2 separate regions of the Ovis aries genome follow, and region 1 is linked to region 2. The links are chromatin contacts, called in public Hi-C maps. All regions are on one chromosome and are shown on one strand. Each heading gives the region's core, a stretch centred on a gene start, on an enhancer-like site or on the middle of the called end of the contact. The rest is flanking DNA. Distances are from core to core; before and after follow the strand shown. Region 1 holds the start of MYC (MYC proto-oncogene, bHLH transcription factor). Region 2 has its middle 59 kb from the start of MYC.

Region 1 (5,733 bases), core at 46-2,545, 58 kb before region 2:
TAGAGGGACGGGGGTGGTCCCCCGCGGCGCGCACCCGCAGGCGCGCTCCTCCCTTATTCCAGCTCTGGAACCCGCAGAAAGATCTCAGGGATTAGCGCGTACTGGGTGGGGGGAGGGGCAGGAGGAACGCTGGCCCCCACGGAGATCCGTGTAGGTCTGCGCGGGCAGAGCCAGGAGTGGGGGTCCTCTGCGACTTTGGCAGCAATCGGGGGATTCATTGTGGGTGGAAGGTGCGCAGTCGAGAAAGCTGCGCACACCCAGAATGCATAACACCCCCAACAAATGCAATGGGTGTTTATTCATACCGCGCTCTCCAAGTATACGTGGCAGCGCGTTGCTGAATTATTTTAGTAATTCCAGGCACCATTTTTCTTCCCCATACCTTTGATCATGTATCCCATCGACACTTAACCCCCCAGCACACACACACTCAGAGCGCACGCCCATCAATACCCCTTCTTTCCTCCTCTCTTCGTAGGAGTTATTTTCCAAAGGCTGCCCCTTCCCGGCCTGTCCACCCGGGACGTGCATGGCGCAGCCGTGGGTACACGGTGTATTCTCAGCATCTAGGGATGAGCGGTTCTGCCCCCAGATGATTTAAGAACACAGGACAAGTATGCGGTTTGTCCAACACAGCGCTGCTCCACAGGAACCAAGCAGCAGAGAGACGGTTTGAGCGGGAGCAAAAGAAAATGGTAGGCGCGCGCAGTTAATTCATGCGGCGCTCTGACCGTGTTTACATCCGAGAGCTCGGCGCACTGGAGTGCCAGGCTCAAAGAGCTGAATCTCCTCCCCTCCCGCCCTCCCTCCCCACCAGCGCCCCTCCCGGGTTCCCAAAGCAGAGGGCGGGGGAGACAAAGATCCTCTCTGGTGAGTCCCCGCCCACCAGCCCTTTATAGGCGAGGGTCTCCGCTGCGGAGGACCCCCGGGCTGCGCATCTCGCGGCTACCGCTGCGGCTGGCTCGCCGCGGCCGCCGCCTGGCTCCACCACTGCCTGGAAGGGCAGGGCTACTCTGAGGCTTGGCGGGAAAAAGAACAGAGGAGGGGCCTTACCTTCTCGTATAAAAGCCAGTTTTTTCTGGGCTTTATCTGACTCGCTGTAGTAATTCCAGCGAGAGGCAGAGGGAGCGAGCGGGCGGGCCCTCCAGGGTGGAAGAGCCGAGCCAGCCTAGCGAGCGGAGTCGCGCTCCGGGCGCCCGGGGAAGGGAGATCCGGAGTCAAAGGGGGGCTTCTGCGCCTCCAGCCAGGCCGGCCCCCACCCCACCCTCCCCGCGGACCCCTGCTAGCGGTCCGCCACCCGCGCCGCATCCGCGAAACTTTGCCCACTGGAACTTACAACACCCGAGCGACACCAAGACTCCCCGGACGCAGAGAAGCTCTTCTGCCTTTTTGGGGAGACACTTTCCCTCGCCGCAGCCCACGACCCGCGCCTCTGAAAGGCGCTCCTCGCCGCTTTTTGGACGCTAGATTTCCTTCGGATAGTGGAAATACGGGTGAGCACCCGGACCTATTGGCCTTTTTCATTTATTTTTGCTACCGCCTTAACGCCGCGATGAGCAGAACGCCCGAATCGAGTGTCTTTTCTCCCATTCCTGCGCTATTGACACTTTTCTCAGAGTAGTTGTGGCTGGTCGGGGTGGGGTGGAGAGGAACCAGAACTGGGTCGGGGTACAGTGACTTGTCAAGATGGGAAGAGAGAGGAAGGCAGAGGGAAACCGGGGGTGCGTTTTCTGAAAGTAGCCTTTAGAGGTTTTTGCTCGCCTTAGATGGACGCTGACCCCGGCCGGGTGGACATTCATGCTTTATTGCATTAATTGCTTTTTTGCCTTTTGTCGGGGAGAAGAAGGGTATGCTTCGCGGTTGACAGAAAACCCTTTACATCCTGAACTCCTTGGAGTAAGAATTACACATTGCATGTTTGAGCGAAGAGAGCTCCGCAGCCGCTGACTTTTTCCTGTCTGGAAAAGGGCATTTAAATTTCGGCTTACTGCATTTCTGACAGCCAGAGACAGACACTGCGGCGCGTCCCGCCCGCCGACCCCCTCGGCGTCTCCAACGCTCCCGGCTCCTTTTAGAAGTTGGCCTTTGACTTTTTTTTTAAAGGATAGTAAAATTAAAGATTTTGGTCTACAGAGAGGTTAGGATTCGGTGTTGGGAAGGCGCGGGGACGGGGAAAAGGAAGCTGGGGCAAAGATGTGTCCGAGTCTCCTGGAATTATTGACTCGGCGGTGGGGGGGGATGAGGGCAAAATCTCTGCACCTAGCCTTGGCTCCCCGGCCGCCTCCGGGGTCCCCGCGCGGGTGTCCCTACGCCCCCTGAGATGCGGAGGACGGCCAGGAGCGAGGCACCGGGCTTTTCGAGAACAGCTGCTACCCTCGGCTGGTGAGGGAGAAGACGCCCGGCTACGGGCGCGGAATCGTAGCAGGGTCTCTGGCGCAGTTACGTCGCCGTATTGAGTGTTGAAGGGAGACGTCTCTGTTATTATTTAACACTCTCCTTTTATTTATGAGGGTCGGGGGTGGGGGGGGGGGGGGTGGAGAAGGGCTAAAGGCTCGAAGCTGAGCTCGCCACCCCAGCCGGAGAGAGAAGGAAAGCCCGCAAAGGAAAGAAGGGGGTTGCGCTGGGGGTAGGGATGCGGGAGGCGGAGAAGGGAGGCTGGGAGGGGCGGCGGCGCCGGCAGGGGAAACAGCGAGACGAGGGCGCGCGAGTGGGAACGGGCGCGGCGCTAGGGGCCCGGGAGCGGGAGGGGGCCGAGCGCAACCGCTCCAGCCGCGGCGTCTCTCGCCGCCTCCTTCAGGTGGCGCAAAACTTTGCGCCCCGGCGTTTGGCAGATCCTATTCCCCACCGCCGCCGCCGCCTACCCGGGCCTGTGACGGAGGCCAAAGCTGATTTCGATTGCTGGGCGGTCGCGGGGCAGACTCCCGGGCTTCGCGCTCCAGGCTCCCCGGAGGAGAGCCGAAAAGCCCCGCGGCGCTGCGGAGCTGGTTCGCCAAGTGTGTGTCTGAGATAGTAGAGGGTCACTCAGAGCGGGCTAAAAGGGTGCCTTTTTTGTCCGTTCCCCACCTCCCATCAGCCTCATTTGGGGATCGCGCTGGAAGGGGAGTGGTTCTGGATTGTGGCGCGCAGTGCGCGCTGCGTGGGGGTTTCGGCACCATCCAAGACCCCTTTAACTCAAGACTTGCCCCGTCTTTGTGTGCCCCCTCCGGCAGGCTACCGCGATGCCCCTCAACGTCAGCTTCGCCAACAGAAACTATGACCTCGACTACGATTCGGTGCAGCCTTATTTCTACTGCGACGAGGAGGAGAACTTCTACCACCAGCAGCAGCAGAGCGAACTGCAGCCGCCGGCGCCCAGCGAGGACATCTGGAAGAAATTCGAGCTGCTGCCCACCCCGCCCCTGTCCCCTAGCCGCCGCTCCGGGCTCTGCTCGCCGTCGTACGTCGCGGTCGCCTCCTTCTCGCCCAGGGGAGACGACGACGGCGGCGGCGGCAGCTTTTCCTCCGCGGACCGGTTGGAGATGGTGACCGAGCTGCTGGGAGGCGACATGGTGAACCAGAGCTTCATCTGCGACCCCGACGATGAGACCCTCATCAAAAACATCATCATCCAGGACTGTATGTGGAGCGGCTTCTCGGCCGCCGCCAAGCTCGTCTCGGAGAAGCTGGCCTCTTACCAGGCTGCGCGCAAAGACGGCGGCAGCCCGAGCCCCGCCCGCGGGCACGGCGGCTGCTCCACCTCCAGCTTGTACCTGCAGGACCTGAGCGCCGCCGCCTCTGAATGCATCGACCCCTCGGTGGTCTTCCCCTACCCGCTCAACGACAGCAGCTCGCCCAAGCCCTGCGCCTCCCCGGACTCCACCGCCTTCTCCCCCTCCTCTGACTCTCTGCTCTCCTCTGCTGAGTCCTCCCCGCGGGCCAGTCCCGAGCCCCTGGCTCTCCACGAGGAGACCCCACCCACGACCAGCAGCGACTCTGGTAAGCTGGGACCCTCCAGGCGCGTCAGAGGGGTCGGCTGGCTCTTTCCTATTCTCATTGGCTGCCAACTCAAGGGGCCATACTTCAGTTGCCCCCCCCCCCCACTGCCCCCCACTGCCTTTTTCTCCTTATATTTGAAAAAGAAATGTCAGGTCTGGAAGAGTTTGGGAGCTCACCATCCCTGAAACACTGAGCTTTAGTGTTCTTCCCACTCCTTCCCCTAAGATCGCCCTAGTGGCCAGTCCTCTCCTTTCCCTTCCCTCCCCTTAGGAATTTCTTTTGGGTTTTTAAATCTTCTAGCTTATCTAGCAACTCAATCCGCTCCCTCTTACCCCTCTTAAGCATTTTAATTGCCCTGGAAGGGGGCGGGGCGAGTCGTCGTTGTGGAGTTAAGAGAGGATTGATCTCCGAGAGTGAATGAATTACCTCCCTCCTCCCTTCTGAGTTGTTGGGATTTAGTGGACTACAGATCAACAGAAATGAAGAGGGGCAGTGTACAGAGACCGGGCAGCCTCCCCCTGAGCGCCGGGAGCTAGTGAAAGTGCCTTAAAAGTGTATGGACTGAGTTGGGATCTTTGCACCTCTTTTGAACACTAAAAGCCAATCCTTTACAAAATTGGACTTCGGTTTTTCCTTCCCCCACCTTCTAGGACTTTTGACAAAGCTGCAAGACTTGTTTTTTTGTTTTTTTTTTTTTTTCTTTTTGCACTTCCAGTAAGATAGGGAGTTGCTAAAGTTATACCAAAGATTTGCAGCTATCATTTGCAACACCTGAAGGCTTCTTGGTAAAGTCCCTTGCAAATAGGAGGTGCTTGGGAATGTGCTTTGTCTGGGTGTGTCCAGGGCCTCATTAAGTCTTAGGTAAGAATTGGCATCAATGCTGTATCCTGGTAAATTGTAATTTTCTTGTCTGTGCCATAAACCCAGCTGTCATTTTCCTGCCTGAGACTCTCCCTTCTTGAGAAGAAAAGCAGAGATCATTGGCTACCTGTCTGGGAATAACTTTGTGCCAGGGTCCTTTTTTTTTTTTTTTTTTAGCCTCACCCAATGGCATGTGGGATTCTTAGTTCCCCAACTAGGGATCAAAACTTGCCCCCTGTGTTGGAAGCATGGAGTCTTAACCACTGGACTGGCAGGGAAGTCCTCTGGGTCCTCTCTTACCTAATAATCCCTTGTATTGGCATAGTATTAATTTCATCTAGTCATTGATTGCTTTAAGGAAACCGTTGTTAACTGGGTGATTTTTTTCCTTTCTTTCTTAAAGAGGAAGAACAAGAGGATGAGGAAGAAATTGATGTTGTCTCTGTGGAAAAGAGGCAACCCCCTGCCAAAAGGTCAGAATCGGGGTCACCCTCTGCCGGCAGCCACAGCAAACCTCCTCACAGCCCGTTGGTCCTAAAGAGATGCCACGTGTCTACGCATCAGCACAATTACGCAGCGCCCCCCTCCACTAGGAAGGACTATCCCGCCGCCAAGAGGGCTAAGTTGGACAGTGGCAGGGTCCTGAAACAGATCAGCAACAACCGCAAATGTGCCAGCCCGAGGTCTTCGGACACGGAGGAGAATGACAAGAGGCGGACACACAACGTTTTGGAGCGCCAGAGGAGAAACGAGCTGAAACGCAGCTTTTTTGCTCTTCGTGACCAGATCCCAGAGTTGGAGAACAATGAAAAAGCCCCCAAAGTAGTTATCCTTAAAAAAGCCACAGCATACATCCTGTCGGTCCAAGCAGAGGAGCAAAAGCTCATTTCAGAAAAA
Region 2 (6,240 bases), core at 532-3,031:
TGTATCCCTTATGCAAGAAGAGAACAATTAAAAAAAAATTAGAAGCAGGTATACCAAAATGTCATTTTAGTTAATTTTGGATGGTAGGAATAGTAAGATATTTTCTTTGCAATTCTTCTGGAAATTTTTTTTTTTAAAGAGGAATTTAAAAAAATGGAAAAATGTGAATTTAAGAGGAATATTTCAGGGATCCAAAGAGAGTAAGCAAAGTCAAGGTCAATGTTTAGCGAGTCCTGGGTCAAGGTTTCGGCCCAGAGAGGCCCCAGGGCAGACAGCCAGCAGGAAGGATAAAGTAGCCAAGGTAGGGTCTCAGAGAATGAATTGTCATTGGACGCCTGGCCTCACCTGGCCTGCAGACGCCTAGCAGGAGCACGCCAGCTTCCCCGGGATGACAGAGGTCGCTTCCAGGGAGAACTTGTAAGCAGCCAGCGGGCTGTTCTCACAGCTCCTACAGTGTCTTATGCAGATGCTGAGGTTTGACCATCAGAACTCGGAGATCTGTCCAGCCCACGACAGGAAGCCAGCACAAAACAAGCGTTCGGTGGTTATAAATGAATCTGTGTTTCAGATGGTACAAGGAGCATCACCTGAAGTTTTGCTTTTTTTTTTTCAAGAGGGGGCAACCAGACCAGTCAGGAAGAAGCCCTTGTAATGGGAGAAACTGAATAGAACAGAGCTGGAAGGATGCCCCGAAGGCCGCTGGGTGTGCCGGAGAGGGAGGGTAGCGCACTGCGTCGGTGAGAGAGGGACAGTCTTCGCTTCCAGAATTCTGAAATTGGACACTTGCGTGTCCATCTTCTCACCGGACTGTGAACTCCTTCTACGGCTTGCACCCAACTTGCCTTTCAGTCGCTCCTCCCAGTCGCCTAGCAGGGCGCCTGGTTGCCCTAAGCGCTTGTGAGATGGTAGAGTGAACGGAGGCAGCTCCTCGCTTCGGTCCAGTCCCGGGCTTTTGTAGAGAAGGCAAGATAAATGCTTTCCCTGCAGGAGGCCAGCGTTCTTTCTTTCCTTCGGGGGGGGGGGGGCGAGGGGGCGGGGAACTGGACATTCACGGGGGTGAATACACCCGAGGGGCTTCATACCCCCGAGGGGAAGCAGCTGTGTAGACAGCCGCCCTCTGCACGGATGTGCCAACCTCAGCCCTCGGGGGCAGCTGGAGACGTCGAAGGAGGTGAGAAGGCGTGTACGCCCCTCTTACCAGGCCTGCGGATGCTGGTGGTACCCAGGAAGGCGCTCGGATCTCTAGAGATAGAGCTAAGCCAGGGTCTGCTGTGGAGAGCTCCCATCTCAGAGCATCTCGGTCCACCTTATTTCCCTAAACTCGCCTTCCACATCTGGCAAGTGGGAAGACTCCAGGACGCCAGGGTGGTGGGGTTGGTGTGTGTGTGTGGCAGTGGGGGGAGGAGAGAAGCTGAAAGCGCCGCGCACAAGTGAATGGGCACCATCGCCGAGTTCGAGCTGACTCTCCCCCGGCCGCGGTGCGAACGCGGCCAGGACCCCCAGCCCGGTGCGGAGCGCGCCCTCCCCCGGGCCATCGGGGCCCCAGGCGGCCCAGGCCCTCCCAGCCTCCGCGCGCGGCCCTCCGCGGCTGGATGCCCGAAGCTGCTCCGGCCGCGGGCAGAGGGGCTCGCGGGGCGGCGGGCAGGGCGGCGGGGTGCCGGGGGGCGCCGGCGGAGCCGGGGCAGAGGACGCACGCGGCCAGCCCGGCGGCGCGCGCTTTCCCCTCCCCCGCGGCCCGGAGCGCGAGCCGCCGTGACGTCAGGGGCCGCCCGCCTGCCCCGCGCTCCAGCGGGCAGAGCGCGTGCGGCCGCCGAGCACATGGGCCCGCGGGCCGGGCGGACTCGGGGCGGCGGGGCCCGGGGGAACGGCGAGGGGCCGCGAGCGAGGATGAGCCCCGGCACGCCCCCGCCCCGGACCCCCTCGAGTGGATTTCCACGCAGAAAGGATGTTGGCGGTCCCGGTGACCTGCGGAGACACGGTTGGAGCCACCTTTCAGTAAGTTACAATTTTGTCCTCAGCCTTTCTGGAGAGTCGGCAGCCTTGGCCTTGCAGGGAGGGATGCGCGGTGGGCAGCTGGACCGACAGAAAGAGCTTTCAGATCTCAACGTGTTTGTCAACCGTGCACTTTCCTCATCTCCACACTCTAGACTGGCAGCCAGTTTGGGGCGTTTTGGGGCGGGGGGGGGAGGGGAAGAGGGTGACATCAAATAGCCCTTGCAGAGAGATAATTCCGGATTTGTGGTCTTGATGAAAAGTATTTATTATCTAACCTCCAAATATAGACCCCCTCCGATCAGTACTGATTGGGATTCGCAGACAAGGTCGGGAGGCCCCTTTTGCTAGCTGAAAAGCCTGCGAACCATATGATACACCCTCCATCCTTCGCCCATCTCCCCACCGCCCCACCCCCAACTCCCCAACAAGGTGATTTCCGAAAACTCAGCAACTCTGGTTTTGGAAACTTTCTCTCCTTGTGCATTGCATTTGCTGGTTTTCCGGGTGCCCCCACACCCTCATCCTGGTAATTCTATTTGGATGGATTGTTGGTGTATTTAGGTTTACCCTCTCGAGGCTAATGTGCTTTTATTTATGCCAGCGTTTGTGGTCCAAGTGTAGACTTTCGGGAAGGGCAACCATGAGGGTGCATGTGTTCGGTGGGCAGATATTTTCCCGAGAGTTGGCAGACATGGAATATTCTGTTCACTCGAGCCCCTGACTTCAGGCCCGTCTGTAAGATGAGAGAAGAGAGGAAATCCCTAAGTGAGGGGTTTGGGGGAGAAGAGGGTGAGGTCTGGGTGTTTCTTTTCCGTCTTCTGTTTTCCAAAGAGAGGCTGGCTGCCCCTCTTGCATCCCCCCTCCCCCATCACTTTGCGTCCTGGCTCCTGGAAATGCTTAGTTGTTGGAGCAAAGCGGGAAGAAACGTGTGTTTGTGTGTGGTGGGTGGGCGGAGGCTCTGAGGAGGTAGGGACTGTGTCTGCTGCGCTGTTTGTTATAGGATATTGCAGCCCTCTTTTGCATACTGGCAGTGACAAGTTCAGGCTTGTTCATCTGACACAGTCCTGTGGTCACAGCGAATCTGTCTGAAGCTTTAACTAATGGAGAAGGGTGTTGGATGGATCCTCTGAACACTCAGTGGGACTTCCTGAAAGATTTATTAGGACAAAAACCTTCCTGGAAGCAGCAGCAGAACAAGCCCAGAGTGGCTGGGCTGGGCAGGAGCCTCCTGGCCTGATCCCCACTGTTTGGGAGCAATTACATCCTGGAGGTAAGGAGCACCTCGTGGTCTAAGGCCTTGGTACTGGGCGACTGGGATTCTATGGATGAGTCTGGTGATGGCAAGGCTGAGAGGGTCCGGGGCCGATCATAATGCTGTCCCCAGTGAATTCCCGAGGAAGGGGCACGGGGGAATTTGTTCTGTGGTCATTTTTGTTTTGCCTGCTGAAGGGTGACTTTTTATTGTTGTTGTTGCTTTACGCTCTGAGTGAAGAATTTTGCATCATCCAGGCTTCTCTTGAAAAGGAGAAGAAATCAGTTTCTTTTTCTGATTGATTCCCTCCTACCCCCGGCGCATGCTGTCTGGGCTTGCCCTTTCTGTCTGGGGCTAGAGCTTTTCTGGGCTGGAAAGAGGGAGTTCTTCTCGATTCCGAAATATCGGACAGACCCCAATCCCCGGAAACTGATTTGTGAGTTTACTGATCTAAAAACTGGGTAAATTCTCACCGGCCACATTCAGCTGATCTCTTGTGCTTTAGCTTTTTCTTTTCCTCCTGAATGGCAGGCAAGCAGGCAGGCTGGGTTTCAGAGCCTGTGTCCCAGGGCTTTCTGCCTGCCTGGGAGGGACATTTTTTTCTCAGCTCAACTAAAGAGCCTCCTGGATGATATTTATTCTTCTTTGTGTGAGTTTCCCTGAAAGTGGTGATACTGATGGCAGGTGGTTGAGCCTTCCCTGTGGGAGCGAGAACCTTGGATGGTAGCTGGTCCACGTTCCTCGGCGAGGTAGCCTTGGGCCTGCTAATGGCTGCGCTTCTCTGTGTGTTTTAGGTGTCAGATGGCTTCTGGATGCTCAAGCTTTTTCTTTTGTATTTCCTGTCCTTGTTGGCTGTGGACATGGTGTTCTCCCCACCCGCCCCCTTTAAAAAAAAAAAAAACCCACAAAACTCTGGATGCAGGTTTTTAAGAAACCAGGCTTGTTCCTGCACCTACTCTATGTCAATGGGGGGACTCCTGACCCAAAATGGAATAATTTTGACTGTGGATGAGCCCTGTTGATGGTCATTTCTATCCTTTCCCTAAAAAACTTCAGGAGTTCGAAGCCTTACAGGAGGCACTGCCAAGATGGGTCCTTTGATAGACTCTGCCTTGTCCCTTCTATTTTTCTGGTCCCAACGAATCTAAGACTCTAATAACAATAATAGTAAATGATCATAATAGTAGTGTAGTAGTTTCTTTCTTCCCCTCCCCCCCGTTTTTTTTTGCCATGCCACGTGGCATGTAGGATCTTAGTTCCTCCACCAGGGATGGAACCCTTGCCTCTTGCAGTGGAAGCATGGAGTCTGAACCACTGTACTGCCAAGGAATTCCCAATAATAGTGGCAGTTTTTGTAATAACACTGAAATCTTATATCAGGCCGAGCTTGTTATTCCCATTTTATGCTTCCTATAGCCTCACCAAGGCAGTTACAATAAAGTGTCCGGTAGTGATGGAGTTCTTATTGTGGGCCAGCCTTGAAATGCTTCATATTTGTTATTCATATAATCCCCCAGCTATTGTGTTGTTTAATTGCCAAGTCGTGTCTGACTCTTTGCGATCGGGTGGACTCTAGCCTGCCAGGCTCCTCTGCCCATGGGATTTCAAAGGCAAGAATACTGGAGTAGATTGCCATTTCCTTCTTCAGGGGATCTTCCCGACCCAGGGATTGAACCCGGGTCTCTGGCATTGGCCACCTGGCAAGCTACCTGGAAAGACAAAATTATCGTTATCATCACAGTTTTGCAGATGGGGAGCCCACAGGTCAGATTAAGGATGCCCCCAACCCCCACCCTCAGGTCACACAGCCACGGAGTGGCAGAGACACCTGGATTTGCCCTGGCCATCTGCCTCCCCAGGCCCACTCGTAGAAGTCAGAGGACCCTGAAACTAAAGACAGACAAAGATGCTGCTCCGCCTGGAGCAGGAGGGTCCAGCTCATCCTCCAGCCGTCCCTCCTTGCCCAGGCACAGGGAGAAATCCCACACCTCACGTGAAGACACCATCTGCCCAGACTGCTGGCCTGGGTGGGGTCAAGAAGCCACAAGAGTGGGGCTTCAGTGCTCAGAAAATTCTAAACTGAAGAGTCTGGGGACCTCTGGGGCCAGGGGCCAGCATCTATCTTGGTGTAGAAGCTATGGGCTTTTGCAGAAAGCTGTATCCAGGTGTCCCGCCTGGCTCTGTGACCAGCATTTATTACTAACAACATTCACAGCAGATGGGAGATAGAGCTGTTTCTGCAAATGATCATAGACCCTCCACCTCCACGACCTGCCCCTGCCTCAATGATCCCAAGTGCCCTCCTCCCTCCTGGGTGTGTTTTGGTCCTGTAACCACCCTAACAATACAAAGATTGTATTGTCCCAACCTCGTCCTGAAAAACAAAAACGTCAACCTATAAACACAAGATTCACAGTCATGAGGCCCAAATGATCTCGGTTATTTTTTTAATTTCAGAGTTCTGAATTTTCTTTTATTTTCTCTTCCTCTTTTTTTTTTTCTTCTATTTTGAAGGGGGAGGCAAGGAGTAGGGGTGGTGTTGTTTAGTTGGTGCCCGGTGGGTAATCAGAGCCCCTGTTATATCTGTTTCTTTTCCCTCTTGGACCACGAATTTCTTGAGAGGAACAAAGGAGCAGGGATGTGCTTGGGGGGCGGGGGTGGTCGCTGTTTCATCCGGTGGCTCACGCAGCCCTGAGACTGGCTCACAGGTGGCTATCGAAGAACGACTTTATTTTTAAGTAAACAAGCTGTGCCCGTCCTTCAAGTCATTGTGTTCTTTAGATGTGGAGCAGCCCATCAGGATGGGAGGTGGAGGGTTTGCCCCCGAGGGAGGAGATTCTGAAGAAAGGAAGGAAGCCGGAAAGCAGTGGAAGGCAGCTGGGACCACTGAGGGGTAGTGCAGACCTGGGTTACTGTGGGGCAGCTTACGTCACCTCTGTGAGCCTGTTTCCTCACCTGTAAGATGGGCACGATAAAGTACCACCTTCTGCCCT

What was found. A called contact is a pair of places that touch in the nucleus more often than the background predicts.
Region 1: a contact with region 2 is called in a Hi-C map of tail adipose tissue, with 3 times the contacts expected there. The contact joins the promoter of MYC here to the enhancer-like site in region 2. A contact is called at or near these places in 4 of 16 Hi-C or Micro-C datasets (blood, skin fibroblasts and tail adipose tissue).

What each region holds. Positions count from the first base shown.
Region 1 is chr9:25,734,098-25,739,830 of ARS-UI_Ramb_v3.0, reverse strand. MYC (MYC proto-oncogene, bHLH transcription factor) reads left to right here and starts at 1,295. Exons shown (of 3, transcript NM_001009426.1): 1 at 1,295-1,493; 2 at 3,210-3,975; 3 at 5,240-5,733. The coding sequence starts at 3,219. It overlaps LOC132657163 (a long non-coding RNA gene), which reads right to left and starts at 980. Exons shown (of 2, transcript XR_009594937.1): 1 at 1-980.
Region 2 is chr9:25,676,297-25,682,536 of ARS-UI_Ramb_v3.0, reverse strand. No RefSeq gene overlaps it. Among named protein-coding and RNA genes, the nearest start is that of MYC, 59 kb to the left of the region's middle. Within about 2 kb of position 1,781, at least 21 of the 54 cell types and tissues checked have an H3K27ac peak or open chromatin away from gene starts, as enhancers often do. A contact at or near this core is called in tail adipose tissue, where this site is marked.